2 separate regions of the Gadus morhua genome follow, and region 2 is linked to region 1. The links are chromatin contacts, called in public Hi-C maps. All regions are on one chromosome and are shown on one strand. The core of a region is the stretch at or near the end of the contact, and the rest is flanking DNA. Distances in the headings are between cores, read along the strand shown. Region 1 holds the start of sntb1 (syntrophin, basic 1). Region 2 holds the start of zhx2a (zinc fingers and homeoboxes 2a).

Region 1 (7,519 bases), core at 2,545-5,044:
CACACACACACACACACACACACACACACACGATGAAGGGCCCGAAACCGGTACTTGGATCCAAACACTGGAATCCTAATAACATATGGACTTCATGACTACATGTGTCTGGGAGAGAAAAGGCAGAAATTATTTCCCTTTTAAAATCATCAACGTCTTTAAAAGACAAAAATTTAACAAAGGAAGAATGAGTTAATTCACACAGAAGGTATTCATTGAATCTGCTGTGCAAGTTATGTTTTTTTTTCTCACAGAACTTGTTCATAAAGAATACATAGGCAGGCTCAGCTAGTCGGCTACAGTGGGGGCATAGAAAGCTTATTTCTGCATGAAGGAGACTCAGTCTTTCCTTTCCCGTGGAGGCAGACCTCCGATGGGGTGGGGTCTGCATGCCCGTTAGGCTGTGTGCGCACGTCCTCTGGGGTCTGTTGATATTTCATTAAGGGAATGGGAGTAAGTGTGCATGAACTGCTGCTGCCTACTCTGTGATAATGAGCCAAACATATTCTCAATATTGCACGATATATATATATCAAAATTCGGGCGGGGAAGAGAGGGTGGGATTTGGGACCACTCCACCATCTATTCAGAGCTGGGGCTGAATTAAAGCTTTATTTGCACAATTATGAAGGATAGAAAGCTTTAAATAAGGTTTCGCCCTCCACCCCAGATTTGCACAGAAACACGCAAGTTGTTAAACAAACCCAAAGGCGTCCCTCCTGTTTCCTTCTATGTATTAAGTCATTCAGAGTATATCATCAGAGATATTGCTTATTGCAAAAGTTTAAAGCTGAATACAATCCCAGACAATACCAGAGTCACAGCCAATAAGAGTTCCATTGAAGAGCTTCATTTCTTCACACACTTGCTCGAGTTAAAAAAACTTTATTTGTTATCTTCCCTTTGTTTATCAGAGGTGTTAATAATTTATACAAATAATGTACGGTTAGTGTTCAGGCATTAAAATTGCTTGCTTGTACACACACACACACACACACACACACACACACACACACACACACACACACACACACACACACACACACACACACACACACACACACACACACACACACACACACACACACAAAATATTGGTTGTTTTGCAGCATCATCAGCACGTTTGCTAGGGCATAGTGTGAGTAGACGCCACTTGGGGACCTTACAGGGCAGGCAGACAGATAGGGCCAGTTCCTACTGATAATGCTCAGCCAGGTCTAACCCTGTTGGGCCTCGGGGGAAACAGGGGAACCGCTGTGTGCATGCATAGGGGTTAGAAAAGTTTCACTTTAGGAGTTTTCTCTTAAAAGTGTGAGAGAGAGGGGTTGGGTTGGGGAGAGTGGAGGAGAGAATAAGAATAACCACTATAGCTCAATCACAACAACATTTCAGGGGAGGAGCTGGTTCTGATTGCAGCAACCTTTCTTGGCCAACGGGTAGGTAGGTGGACAGACACCAATGTAGGTAGGTAGATAGATACATAATATATCCTCCTGGGAAGATTGGTGGCATCAACTTTTTCATTTAAACTCACTCGGTTAAATGAAAAGGTAGATTTTTCTAGATCAGAAAATCTATCATATAATCAATTTGTGATTCCACACGAGCAGACAACCACTTGTGCTCAGTGATTTCCAAGTAGTTGGATAATTATTTGGCCTTTAAAGCAAGATAACCAATGTGACATGATTACGAGAGACCTCATTGCCACTGGTGAAGTTTTGGATTCACTCGAGCACGGCCATATCAGCAGTGCGATAATTGGGGAAAGTGTTATGACAACTGCTGTCCATGAATGTGTTTTGGATATGACAGAAATTTGCCGTCTCAGCTAAAAGTGGGTCCAAAGCACGCCGTCTATCTACAAACACCGGGATGGAACAGTTCTGCTGAGACCAGCCGGATAGGTGCCATTATCTAATACCTATGAGGAAACACTCAAGAAAACAGTCACTGAGCATTTAAATGTTCTCAGTGACCTCATCAGATGATTATAGGTGGTGCATGAACATTGATTTACTAGAAACAGGTGCCGGTGTCTCTGGTTCTGTGATACAAATGCAAAACAAAGCTCAGTCCTAGCTCTACTTGTATGAGTAGGACCTGGAATTCACTGCAGGGCATCGGAGTCTAGACTGGACCACCGGTGACTGTATGTGTGTGCGTACATGTCTGTTTAGATATGCACACAGACACACACATACAATATGACAACAGGATCAGTGGTTGGCTCACCATGGAGAACCGATAGTGAGTCATTTCCTGTCAGTTTACAGGAAATGTATGTTCCAGCTTGGCTCATTTGCGTTGGTAGATGAATGCTGGTTGTTTCTTGGCCCTAAACCTTATCCGTGTATAACTATTTGTTTGTAAATGGAGCACATCTGCTATGGAATATGGGATTGAGATCCTGAGAGTTTGTGGCGACTCTAATGATCTCAAAACACACACCAGAACATTATTTGACATAAAAAAATGAGTCTTCCTTGCAACTGTTGCCAGATATTTTGTAAAACAACAAGAAAGAGATTAGGTGGTCATTAGGATAACTCATTAGATAAGCCTATCAATTTGACCACCCAAACCACATATAATACTGCTCTATATCGCACACACACACACACACACACACACACACACAAAAAAAAAAATATATATATCGTTGTTTCTACATGCTGGAGATCCAACTCCATCTGTCATATAAACCAACAGCAAAGACAGTCCCCTTGTCACACATACACACACCGCATACCTTCAAGGATCACCTCTCTCCCGGCTTGCTTCAGAGCTTGAACGGCTTCGTCGTGGGTCGCGTCCCGCAGGTTCGAACCGTTCACGGACAGAATGGCGTCCCCGACGTACAGAGCCTGGGTCTGGTCCGCGGCCAGCCCTTTGAAGATCTTGCTGATGAGAATGGGCATTTTGTTCTCCTTCCCGCCTTTAATGCTGACCCCGAGCCCGCCGACCTCTTGCTTGGTCACCTTGACGCACCTCTTCTGGTTGGCTATTGCTTCAGACACTTGCTCAGGTAGGTCCTTGAGGGCGTCCCGCTCGGTCCCGGTTTCGGGGCTCGTGTCGGATTCCGTGCCGGGGTCGCCGGGGTGACCGGCGGTATTGTTGTTGCCGTTATAAGATCCGTTAATGAGGCTGTTGGCGCGGACGGCGTCGGTCGTACCGGTGTCCCCCTCCTCACAGCTCAGAGTCAGGGATTCCTCGTTCAAGTGTGCCAAAACTTTGTGCCACTTCCTTTTGACCAAAACTTCCAGAAACCCACTTTGTTGAACTCGGCCGTTACCTGGAACTCCCGTCGTCAGTACAACCGCCATCTTTACAGTAAGCCTTTAAAAAAAAAAAAAGAACTCGCGTGTGATTATCCGGTACAGTGCGACACACTTGGCTCACACCCCGAAGTGGACTTTGGCCCCACCGAAGTTTTCCGGAGGACTTGCCAAGAGTGTCGAATGGTCAGCTGTGTTGTGGCACCGCCGGGTCCGCCTGCCCCAAACCCTCTCTGCTGGGTGGAGTTAGTTCCCCTCCGTTAGCCGATCCCATCTTCAGTAATCCATATCTTTTCTGTTTTTCCGCCACACACTCAAAATAATAAGGACCCGGCGCGATGAAAACACTAAACAGACGGCATAATGTAGTTATCCAAGTATGGGCGACAATTGAACTGCTTCGTCCATGTATGGGCGACAGCGATGTTGAATAATAGTATTTGATAGACACACGAGCGCCTATATGTTCATCTTCTGTGACTGTCCAACTCTCCTCTCTCTACATGCTGTGTGCGGGTCAATATTTATCCACGTGCACGTTGAGTAGGTACGGGGGCGCGCGTAAAGGAATGCGCCGTGACAGGTAATGTTGCTCGGGAGCACACAGAACAGACCTGACGATATCTGGCCCCCGGGCAATATTTGAATGTACCCATTGTTGTTATTATCATGCACATTTTATGTAGGCTGCATCAATCCATCTATCTGACATCTATGTATCGCCCTGATCGGAAATACATGCCAAAAAATACATGCCTGCAATGTTCAGCGCAAGTGCATTCTGCGGGTGTTCTGTGTTAGTGTTTGATTAGCAGATTTTGCATATTAGGCTACTGCCTTTTGGACCAAAAACGAAATGCTACTGCGATGTAGTATTTCGTTGTTTGTGGCACTTTTGTAATCGACATACTTGTTAGTTATTCTCGATTAACATCAGGTGTGTGTGTGGAACTTCAGCTTTCTCATTCTTCACTCAAAAACTGTGGTTGCATGCTTTATGCAGACTTGTGTGTAGTAGCAGAGGTTTGAGGAAACCGCTTAATTGTGGTTGAATAGTTATTTGCTGTGGGTTTCTCTGGAAGATACCTTATGGTTATAGTCTTTAAGATAATGATACCATGATACCATGATACCATGTATAAATACTGTATACATCAACCAAATGGCATATTATTAGGCCTATTATAACAACGCAGCAAAGTAATACTTTTTAAACTTGACTCGCTGTACATTATCTCTTACATATAGTACTCCTCCAGAATAAATATATGTTCTAAACAGATAGGCCCATAGGCCTAATTGGGTTAAATCCAACATTTGTTGAGTGAGTTTTAATTTCTAAAAAGCTCTTGAGCTTGATGCTGTTTAGTTGAAATGATGCCAGTCGTTTGCTTTAAAGAAGGCAAAGTTGAAATAGTAATTTCAACAGTAAGCCATACCCGTATGAGATTCAGAAGATTGCTATCAGCAATTGGAGATTGCTATTGTATTTATAGAGTTTTCCTATTTTAGTCTTATAGGCCTAAAGGAAATCATCCCTATAAAAGCAAAAAGACACCCTAATAAAAACTTAACTGTCATACATTAATGACAGGCGAGAAAGGCCACTTCTAAAGATGTGATGTGTTCCATGGAACAGGTATGCCTACACAGAAAGAAAAATATACAATTCAGCCTTGACCGTTCAGTTGTGTGGGATCGCCATCTACTGGTGAGGATAGTTTTTGACATGCTTGACCTTCCACAAAGTAGGGGTGACCGAATTATTTTGATTGTCTCTTCAAGGAAATCTACTATCGACTTTTATCATTGTGCAGTTTTGGATAATTGTATATTTGCACGAGTGCACCATAAAATATGAATCCATAAACAATAGGAATAATTGCAATTATTGAGTGTATCTGACTGAATATATATTGAATGCAAATTTAATTGATTGAAAAATATAAAACTCAGGTAATAAGACAGACTGAGAAAGAGGTGTGTATGCCCTACTTAGAAAAAAAAACAAAGCTAAGAATAAGCTTTACCATATAATGAGGCAGAATATTTATTTATTTCACTTTCATATGCAAATGACTCATCCAATAGATAGACTTTCTTTGTACTGGTAACAACCTTCAAAAAGAAAAATATGATTGCAATGAGACTAACAGAAATAGAGAAAAGGTTATAAGGTACCTTTCTGAATCTTTATTTACCTGTCCACATTATACAAGAGGAAGAGAAGGACAATAACAGTTTGTGATTCTCTGTCAGACATTGGATACTGAATTGAATGGAGTTTCCACAAGCTGGCCATTCACTTCAGTATCCAAGAGCATTTATTGTGAATTGCTCCATTTTATGAAGCAAATCAAATGTAAAATTCATACAACCAAAACAAAAAGTATGCTTTGATCTCTCCTTAATGGACATATCTCTTCCATACGTATACATACAAACAGGAGATGAATGATGCAAAGGGGAAGTGGTGATGTATGTTTTTGTGTGCATTTATTTACATTTTGAAATATTTGTAATGCACAAGCAAACCAATATTCTCCTATACACATAAACACGGCATGTCGGTTTTCCAATGTAGGCCTATTTGTGGGATCTTCCCCTTGTAATAAAACATCAAATCAAGAAAGGAAAGATCTTCACAGTGAATCTGCACGCCTGTGAAAGAGTCGATACGAGCTACTTCCAAATCATGGAAAGATACCAGCCCTCCCCTAGCGACAAACACCCTAAACGGTCCTATTGGCTTTTGTTTCGATGTCTCAGAGACAAAGTAGGCCTATTCACTTCAACGTCAGGTCATCATTTTTACACATGGGACAGTGATGAAGGGCATGGTCCCAATATTTGGTTCTGCTCTCCTTGCAGAACTTGCGTCCCTGTGGAGTAGGAACGTGGGTTCAGCGCAAGTTGTTCCTTGTTTGGTTGGTTGGTTGTTAGATGGTTGATGTTGAGGGGAGGAGACCACTATAAAGTATGCATTAGATGAAAGTAAGCAACGGGGGACTTTGACGATGCCTGAACGTGCACCTGAAGCACCTCATTAAACAGTTAAGCTACACAGAAATAATGTTTCAACTACATTACACTTATAGCAACCGATTTTGTCCGAAGCAACTTACATCAAGTGCATTCCATCATTAAGATGCAACCGAAAATGTGTAATAGTCCTACATCGAATGTATGGAAATGGTACAAAACGTACGAGGACATAAAACGAATAAAATAGCCGAACTGCTTCCCATGCTATACATTATAGAAACAAGAGATGTGCCAGATGCGGTCTGAACAGATGAGTATTCTGTCTGTGACGGAAAATGTGTAGGGTTTCTGCTGTCCTGATCTCAACGGGGAGCCTGTTTCTCATTTGTGGAGCCAGGACAGCACACAATCGAGATTTTGTAAGGCAGCAGCTGGGCTCCCCTAGTAGAGGGACAGGCAGGACGTTTGGCAGCCCCACCACAGCCTAATACACGGGCTGGGCTGGAGAACCATGTGCTGGATGTACGATGGGCCGGAGGGGAGCCATGATGAGCCTTACTAAAACCTGTAGTAAAAAGGTATGGTGGGTGATGAGTTAGGACACGAATGCAGAAGAAGCAGAGAGGAAAACAGAAACACAGGCAATGCGAAATTAGGTAGCAAAACTACTAACTGAATAAACTAAGCTATAAGGAACGGGCAAGGCTTGTCAATCACAGAGAGGACATAATCAAAACTGACAAAGGGGAATGAAACTAGAAACTTCATTTCACATAGTGGATACGATCAACTAATTCATGTTCTGGAGCGCAATCAATGAATACAAGGGCTCTAAATAAATAAATAGCCCATCTAGTGGATGAGGCAATAACTACAAAAAATATATGACTGCATCCTCTCCTTTCATAGCTTTTTAACAAGGCAAAAATAAGTTGTAACATCTTCAATTTTAGCAGTGACTCACAGCTTGACTATATGTCCCTCTTTTCTTCTTACACAGAGTAAGGAGAAAATCCATGTTATTCTATGGACATAAAGGATGTACTATCAGTAGCTCATGCTTATGACTCGATGGTTTTATTGCCTATGGAAAACAGGCATTTATGTTTTTGTTTGCCTCACCCATCCATTTTATTGAGCGCATTTCTCGGCTTTTTCAAATCAATCATGTCCATAAACCCCTTGTTTGACCGAAAAACGTATGTTTATCAAAAATCTGGTCAGTTTATCAACTGACCAAATTTAACAACTGATCT
Region 2 (7,519 bases), core at 3,117-5,616, 150 kb after region 1:
CTTTAATGATAGACAAGGGCTCGAGGCTTAAAACGCTTGGAACTGCTGTGACAGTACACTGTCACCACGACGTATAGCTACACTCAGGTCTGTGTCTAGACAAGCCAGTGTGAGGGGGGGGGGGGGGAGAGATACAACCAAACAATGAAACAGAGCAGCTCCCTGCACCTCAATCAGTGTACTTCAGACAATAACTGTCCCTATAAAGCATCATATCATGGTTGTCTGACGGCTATAAATGTTGTCTTTTGTGGGATCAAGCCATCGTTTCGAGAAGGTAATCGGAACGTACAGAAGCCCTCTTCTTCTGAATCGTCTCAATTTATTGGCCTTCGAGACCATTAGCAATTCGAAACGACGATAGTTCACATTTTACCGACACCAGCAGGACCGTTCAATGTGTCCTCACTGTTCTCTCCCTATCAATCAGAAGCAGGAGTAACTCTGAGGATCAGTAAATACCTCTGCCTGATGATAAATCACAGAATGGAGCCCCCCCCCCCTAAAATGACTCCTGTGAGGATAGCTCTCCCGCCAACAGTGGAAGACGATGGCAAACATCTAACGTACGCGTGAGCTTACTCAAAATGTAGTCGCCGTGCTGAGAGCACATTCAACACTCCACATTATTCAAGTGTAATTTGCGACACAGATGGATTGATTGCCATTTGCCTCCTTTCACCTCTGACCTACTGGGTTGACTTCCCCTCACTGTCACTGAAGGCTGATGTGACTTAGCGATCCACCGCCCAAGGCGACTCCCATATCTGGGAGTATATTAGTTCAAAGGTAATATTTACTCCTTGCCATCTCTCAAAGCTCTATTTTCTTCTCTCGTTTTTCCCCTCTCGTCTTGAAAGCCTCTGGTTTAATGGTAACCACGTGTGTGTGTGTGTGTGTGTGTGTGTGTGTGTGTGTGTGTGTGTGTGTGTGTGTGTGTGTGTGTCTGTGTGTGTGTGTGTGTGTGTGTGTGTGTGTGTGTGTGTGTGTGTGTGTGTGTGTGTGTGTGCGTGTGTGTGTGTGTCTGACACACTGGTTGCTCTGTAAAACCTAGCTCGCAGGGTCCTTTGAGGTAGCAGGAGCACACATACACACATACACACACACATGCACACACCAACATGCATGCACACAGACACACACATATGCACACACAAGCAGATGAACAGGGCATGTCTATCAATACATGCAAATGATCAACCCAACGCACACACTCGCAGTTGCGTCACACAGCCAAGGAATCCACACTGAAATCCTTCCGTTTCTTACACACATAGCAAAGAAGCACAAAAAAAAGCATACTTTTGCGGTAATATAAGGATTTTGTGAAGTGACAATACCCCTAAAAACCACATGGGTAAGTATTTCACAGAACTGTGGTGATGAATTGTTGCAAAAACGGGCCCCTTCCTTTCTACAAGCCCCCCTGGGGAGCCAATGAGACGGCCAAGCTTTGTGCATTGTGCTTTGACTGGGAAAATATTCAATATGGTGTGGCAAAAAAAAAAAAAAATTGAACAAATAAGTTGCAACAGACCAGAAGATCATAAGTGACGGAGATATTGAGAGAACTATGATATGGGAGCATAAGACGATCTTAACTTATAAAAGTGTCCTGGCAAAACAGTATTGTAATGATAACGTTTGTGTTATTGAGTTGAGTTTGAGACTGTTTCTTAATATCCAATCAGATATGTCATTTTTTTATATTGTTGATTTAGAAATTCATACTTTAATTGAAAATTGCCTTTGCGGGGGATGGTGTCGGGGGAGGGGGGATGGAGGGGGAGATCGTGTGTCTCCTTGCTTCTTTGGATCAAAGCATCTGCTAAATTAGTGACATGTTAATAGCTCTGGTAAAATTGTCATTTTTGTATCAATATTTTCCTAATTATGTGGAACCTTCCTGAACAGGCTCTGAAGAAGAGTCTCCAGATGGCGGTTCTGTGGTGCAACTGAGCGTCTACACGCCCAGCATGCCTTCTACTACATGCCAACTAGGCACCCATGTGGCCAAGTATCTCACAGCATGCGCTGCTGTAACCAACCGACAGCCATTTTGTTAAAGTAATCCTTGATGTACTTACATTGTAGGCATAAGTATGGCTCTCTGGTCATAACAAGTGTCATGACAAAATTGGGAAGTACAACTTTTCAGATTTCCGCAATGAATTTCCAATAGCCCAGAAAGACAAGTAAAAGAAAAGGTCTTAGAACCCATAGAGAGCAATATAAACTCCTTTTTGGCAATATAAACTCCTGTGGGCTCAGTCACCCTTCAGATCCACTGCACTGAATTCAATTAGGTTCTTCCACAGTCAGATGGGCCACAGTAAGTGGACAGCAGCCATGTTTATTTTCTTGCCCTTACTTACTATAGGCCATTTACTGAGAGTCAACATAATCCTTGCTCAATTCACATTTGCACATGCGATCTTCATAGGCCTTTTTATATTTGTATTTAAACCGTGTCATTACCATGGTTATATTCCATAGCCTTGTAGTGTGGTATCCGTGCTGCTTAGTTTGTTTACCTGCTATGCCTTCACAGGTGTGTCTTCACAGATAGACTGGCAATGACCAATGCTTGGGTCATCTGCCCTGTGACTGAAAACATACTGTACTACACAATGGGAAATGGGCTGTTTTGGATAGATAATGTGAGAAACCACAGACGTGCCTTCCAGCATATTACACCAATCAACATGTCTATAGCAAGGATTTTCTTTCTCCTGTGTTAGATCAATAACAAAGGACAAGTAACAATACAGAGACAATATTTATTTATGCCATTGTCCTCTCTTCTCTGTTCTCCTACCCCCACCCCTTGCCCGTTCCTATTGTCCTTTCTTCTCGCCCCTCCTGATAGTAAACAGCTGTGCCTCAGTTGAACCTGGGTATTGGAAGGGAAATGGTCCAGAGTGTGTGAGTCATGGCGAGTGTGCTATCTGCATAGTGTAAAATGCAGATAGCACAGTCAGTGTTGGGGGTTCTGGTTTTGGTTTCACGTTCACATAGTTATGCTCATATTGAAACTCATTCTTTCTATTTTCGGTAAGTTGCAAGAAACAACTACATCATATGGAAAGAGGAAACAGCGTTGTGTTTCGTTTATACAAAAATAAGTCAAATACCGGTATAACCCCACTAACTCCACTATACGGTCTGTTGCTGCCATCTAGTGGCAACTCTAAGTAACTTATGGCTAAAGAAAACATGGTCATTCAATGATCCTGCAACCTGCATAAATCAGGTCAGATACATGAGGAGTGACGTACGTGTATTCCTTATTGTTTTCCAAATCCACTAAAAGCCCATAATGTAATATAATGTCTGTCATTGTCAAATGACCATTGAACAAACAATAACTATAAATCACACACACACACACACACACACACACACACACACACACACACACACACACACACACACACACACACACACACACACACACACACACACACACACACACACACACACACACACGAAGGCGCAGTGGACACAGCCCTACTTTCGGGTGCTCTGGGATATCTGGCAGAAATCCATGGAAAAATGCTGCGGCACCAGTGGTATGCCTGAAGATAAAAATACAATTCAAAAATAATTACTTCATAATACATAATTTTAGGATCATTCAGATCAATTTGTTCTTAACATTCTAGTTTGTTAAGATTTTCTGCATCAGCCAGCTCTAATGTTTTGTCAAACCAACACCGCTGTTGGTCGTCTGATCAGGACTTTAGGACTAGGATTTTGGTCTGACTCCCCGTCAGAATATGCATATACTTTAATATACCAACCAGGTTGCTTCACTGCTATGTGAGTAATATTGAGCAGGCAAAATACAACCCAAAGTCATCACAAGAGGTTCAATGATCATCCCAGCTGTGGTTGCTGCAATTTCCTCCAGACACCATCTGAGGACAAGACAGACCTACCAGTGTGCCATACGTTCAAACCGGCCGGTGGAGGTCACTATTGCGTACCAAGTGTGCATTGTTTTTTTCCTCCATGTGAAAGTCTACTAAACCAACAACCCCCCCCCCCCCCCCCCAACACACCCACTACATGCGGGGAGAGAGAGAGAGAGAGAGAGAGAGAGAGAGAGAGAGAGAGAGAGAGAGAGAGAGAGAGAGAGAGAGAGAGAGAGAGAGAGAGAGAGAGAGAGAGAGAGAGAGAGAGAGAGAGAGAGAGAGAGAGAGAGAGAGAGAGAGAGAGAGAGAGAGAGAGAGAGAGAGAGAGAGAGAGAGAGAGAGAGAGAGAGAGAGAGAGGTTGTAGTAGGGATGCGAGGGTCCATCCGAGACTCATTTCATCCTATGGGTTGGTCTTCATTTATTATTTCATTATCTCCAGGCTGGCTGGGGGTAGGGGGGAGGCGGACACCTACGGCGCAATAACTTGACAGCATCAAGACACTGTTCATTCATTGCTACACCTTGACTCCCAGGGCAGCTCATGCAGAGCTCGGGTACAGACACATACGTATGGCGCGAATTGCCGAACTTTGGACCCGTCGCGCCATGGACGCGCTGCGAGCGGACACAGGCGCCCTGGTACCTCATGCAAATACGTACGCTGACGTCGGCGGTCATGTGGGTTGTGCCGTAGATCCTCCTTGTGATCGCGATTCTCCTGCTCTGTCGTCTCTCCCGGCTACCCATTTGTCTAAATATACTACACTTCTTATCATGACCAGCTGATGGTTTACACTCCCACTTGGATATCTACCGTGTCGTCCGAGCATCGTGCCAGACCCCTCGGGCAGGTAGGAACGACCCAACTACTCCTTGACGTATTATTCGAGACGGCGCAAAAACAAGTGTCCTAAGTCAAAGCCACATGTCGTCTAGTTTTTGTCTCATTCGACCAGCTTTGCTGTAACTCGGCGGGGGACCCCGCCATAGCCCCCCGCGCCTCCGTATTAGTGTTTTAACTTGTCTCGCCGTGTGAACTTTGTTTGCCCTGTTGTTGTCTCCACCTGCACCCTGGAACAACGTATGTGCTCGTCGGCTAAGCAAAGTTGTTCATCGGTGTTTCCCACCCCCACCCCCCTGCTAAGTTTTCGCTGCAGTTGATTGTATGCGGTCCGAAGTATTGAGAACGAGACAGTCCATCGTGCTCACTTTCCTCCCACTGTCGACATAACCAGCAAAACATGGCCGTCCTTTGCCGACATGTTGTTACGTCGATGGCGAGGGAACATTTTTGGAGACCGTTTTGTGGCCCCCTTCTAGCCCGCGTCGCGGCGCGAACGTCTGGACCCGGCTATAAAACCGTCGGACAACGCCGGGTTACACATAGGTCGGTTCTGTGGGGTTTGTGAAAGCGACTTTATGTGCACTGTAACGTGTAGACTTTGATTTCTCGGCTGGTACCGTGGCGACCGTGATGATGTAGGCGTGCTCCTGGTGACGCCTCCTCCCCCTTCGTGACCACGGACGTTTCTGCTGCAGACAGACGGAAACGCACACGGTGCTGGCGACGCCGTACCCAACATAGGGTTCACCTCTCTACTGCTGCACCACCACGGCTGCTGTGAACCCAGAGTCTAAACAACACCAATGATAACTTTTTTCAGGAAGCTCTTTATCCATTCTCCCGCAGTGTAACCGCGTCGCACTTTCCCAGACTTTCCAGTGGTCCCCCCCCCCTCCTCCACCACCCCCGCCACAGGATTTGGGAGAACTGCGGAAAGGGAAAGAGAGAGGAAGAGGGGTAGCGGGGCATTGAAACATGCCTTTGGGTTTAGAGACGTATAACGAGAATACGGTTATGTTGTCTGTAGTATAAAGCTGCGGTAGGTAGTGGACAGGGGTGATGGACTGTCACAGTTGGATCCATCCACAGTGAACGCAATGTGGTAACTAGCTTGCCTTTTTAAGCATGTGAGTCAGTGTGGATACCCAGCGGTTGTCACTTTTGTGGGCTGTCTATTTACATTACTCGGTACATTACACTAGATGCGGCCTGGGAGCGTTGCTCTACTGCCTTGCAGGCTGTTCATCTTCTATTGAATAGCATCATCAAAGCAGTTAAGATATAACACATCTGTCATACGGTTCCTAAAGTGGTTAGAACATATTCGTATTGAGAGACTAATTTGACTTGCATACCGCCAGAATAATAGGAAGTGGATCATATTAACATTGCACTACATGTTGTATCCTCACTGAGATATAGGAGTAGCCTAAACAATGAAGGACAATGGTTCATGCAATGGATATAAGTTTATGTCCTTAGGTGCGTTGTGGTGCAGGTTTGCAAGTTGCAAGAAAATTAAGCCCTTTTGTGAGCATCTTGCAAATTAAGTTGGACTTTCCAATTGTCAAGCTTTTGTTCATCAGAATGCAGTAAAATATGTTATGTTCAATGTTAGTAGGCAATGTTCAGTCTTGCCTACAGGTTTGTGTTGACGTGGTCAACATAGCTAGCTCACATATTGCATAGCTAGCTACACAACAAGTTCTATCAATCTTCTTGACATCCACTGCTAATTGCCTTCTAGGATGTAAAGTACGACGCCACAGAGCTGCACATAGACTCATTAATTATAAAAACACGTTTAAGGACTAGGTATTGAGGTTTATCTGGCCATCTGTTAAATTCACCAAACAGTGACTTGAGCTCTTGACAACTATCGCATTCCACATAAGATATGTTTTAAGGAAATCTATTTATTTGATAACGTGTATCGATACATTGACATTCCTTGTCCATGGTGCTGATTTTTTTGTTTCTGGAGAGCTAGCGATGGCACAACAATAATTCAGTAGAAAACAGTTAACAAGATAAGTAAATGCAGGCAGTGTCAGGGACGACAACGTCTGAGTGTACTGTACACAATGCGGTAATACACTTAGCCTGTTTAGAGAATAGTGCTGGAAGGCCTTGGAATTCATGAGGTGCGCATTGTATTCTGTGCAGCATGACCCCTTGAATACTTCTACCCCTCCCTCCCTCTTAAGATGGCAAGATGTGCAAATAATAAGCAAGTCTGGATTTTGACGCATGATAGAAACGGTTTGAATTTCCTACTCCTACCAAGTAAAAGGTTTCAAGTATAGGTTTGTACAGTGGAAGTGGTTGAAGTTGGAATCTGTAAGTGTATCGTTTGCTAATTTCATTAGGTTCAGTCATTAGGTTCCCGGATGCATTATAGAAGCAATACACATGGAGATGAGATTATCGTTTATTCTTTTTAGCTGTTTTTGAATTTATAATACTTTGTTGAGTGTTGATAGGTAAGAGATGCTTTGGCTCAAAGCCTCAGCTGAACCACTACATTCAAGTGGTATTGCATCCAGATATGACATTGACAATGGTTAGGATGCCGCTATCTTCTTGCTCTTTGCTCTCTTATTGTGTGCCTCTCTGTCTAGACAACGTTAGTCTGTACTCTCCCCAAGAGCTACTTTTGGCAGCCTACAGGATTACTTCAGGCTAACCTTTTGAGTCAAAGCAAAATATCACAGATCTGGAGTCAAAATAATGATTGATAGTTGTTCCTGTAGGATT

What was found. Hi-C and Micro-C count contacts between places; a contact is called where the count stands out from the background.
Region 2: a Hi-C map of heart shows a contact between it and region 1, with 7 times the contacts expected there. The contact joins the promoter of zhx2a here to the promoter of sntb1 in region 1. A contact is called at or near these places in 4 of 6 Hi-C or Micro-C datasets (blood, gill, gonad and 1 more).

Annotation. Positions count from the first base shown.
Region 1 is chr11:23,317,025-23,324,543 of gadMor3.0, forward strand. It overlaps sntb1 (syntrophin, basic 1), which reads right to left and starts at 3,795. Exons shown (of 9, transcript XM_030370329.1): 1 at 2,753-3,795. The coding sequence starts at 3,326.
Region 2 is chr11:23,469,460-23,476,978 of gadMor3.0, forward strand. zhx2a (zinc fingers and homeoboxes 2a) reads left to right here and starts at 4,367. Exons shown (of 13, transcript XM_030371465.1): 1 at 4,367-4,769.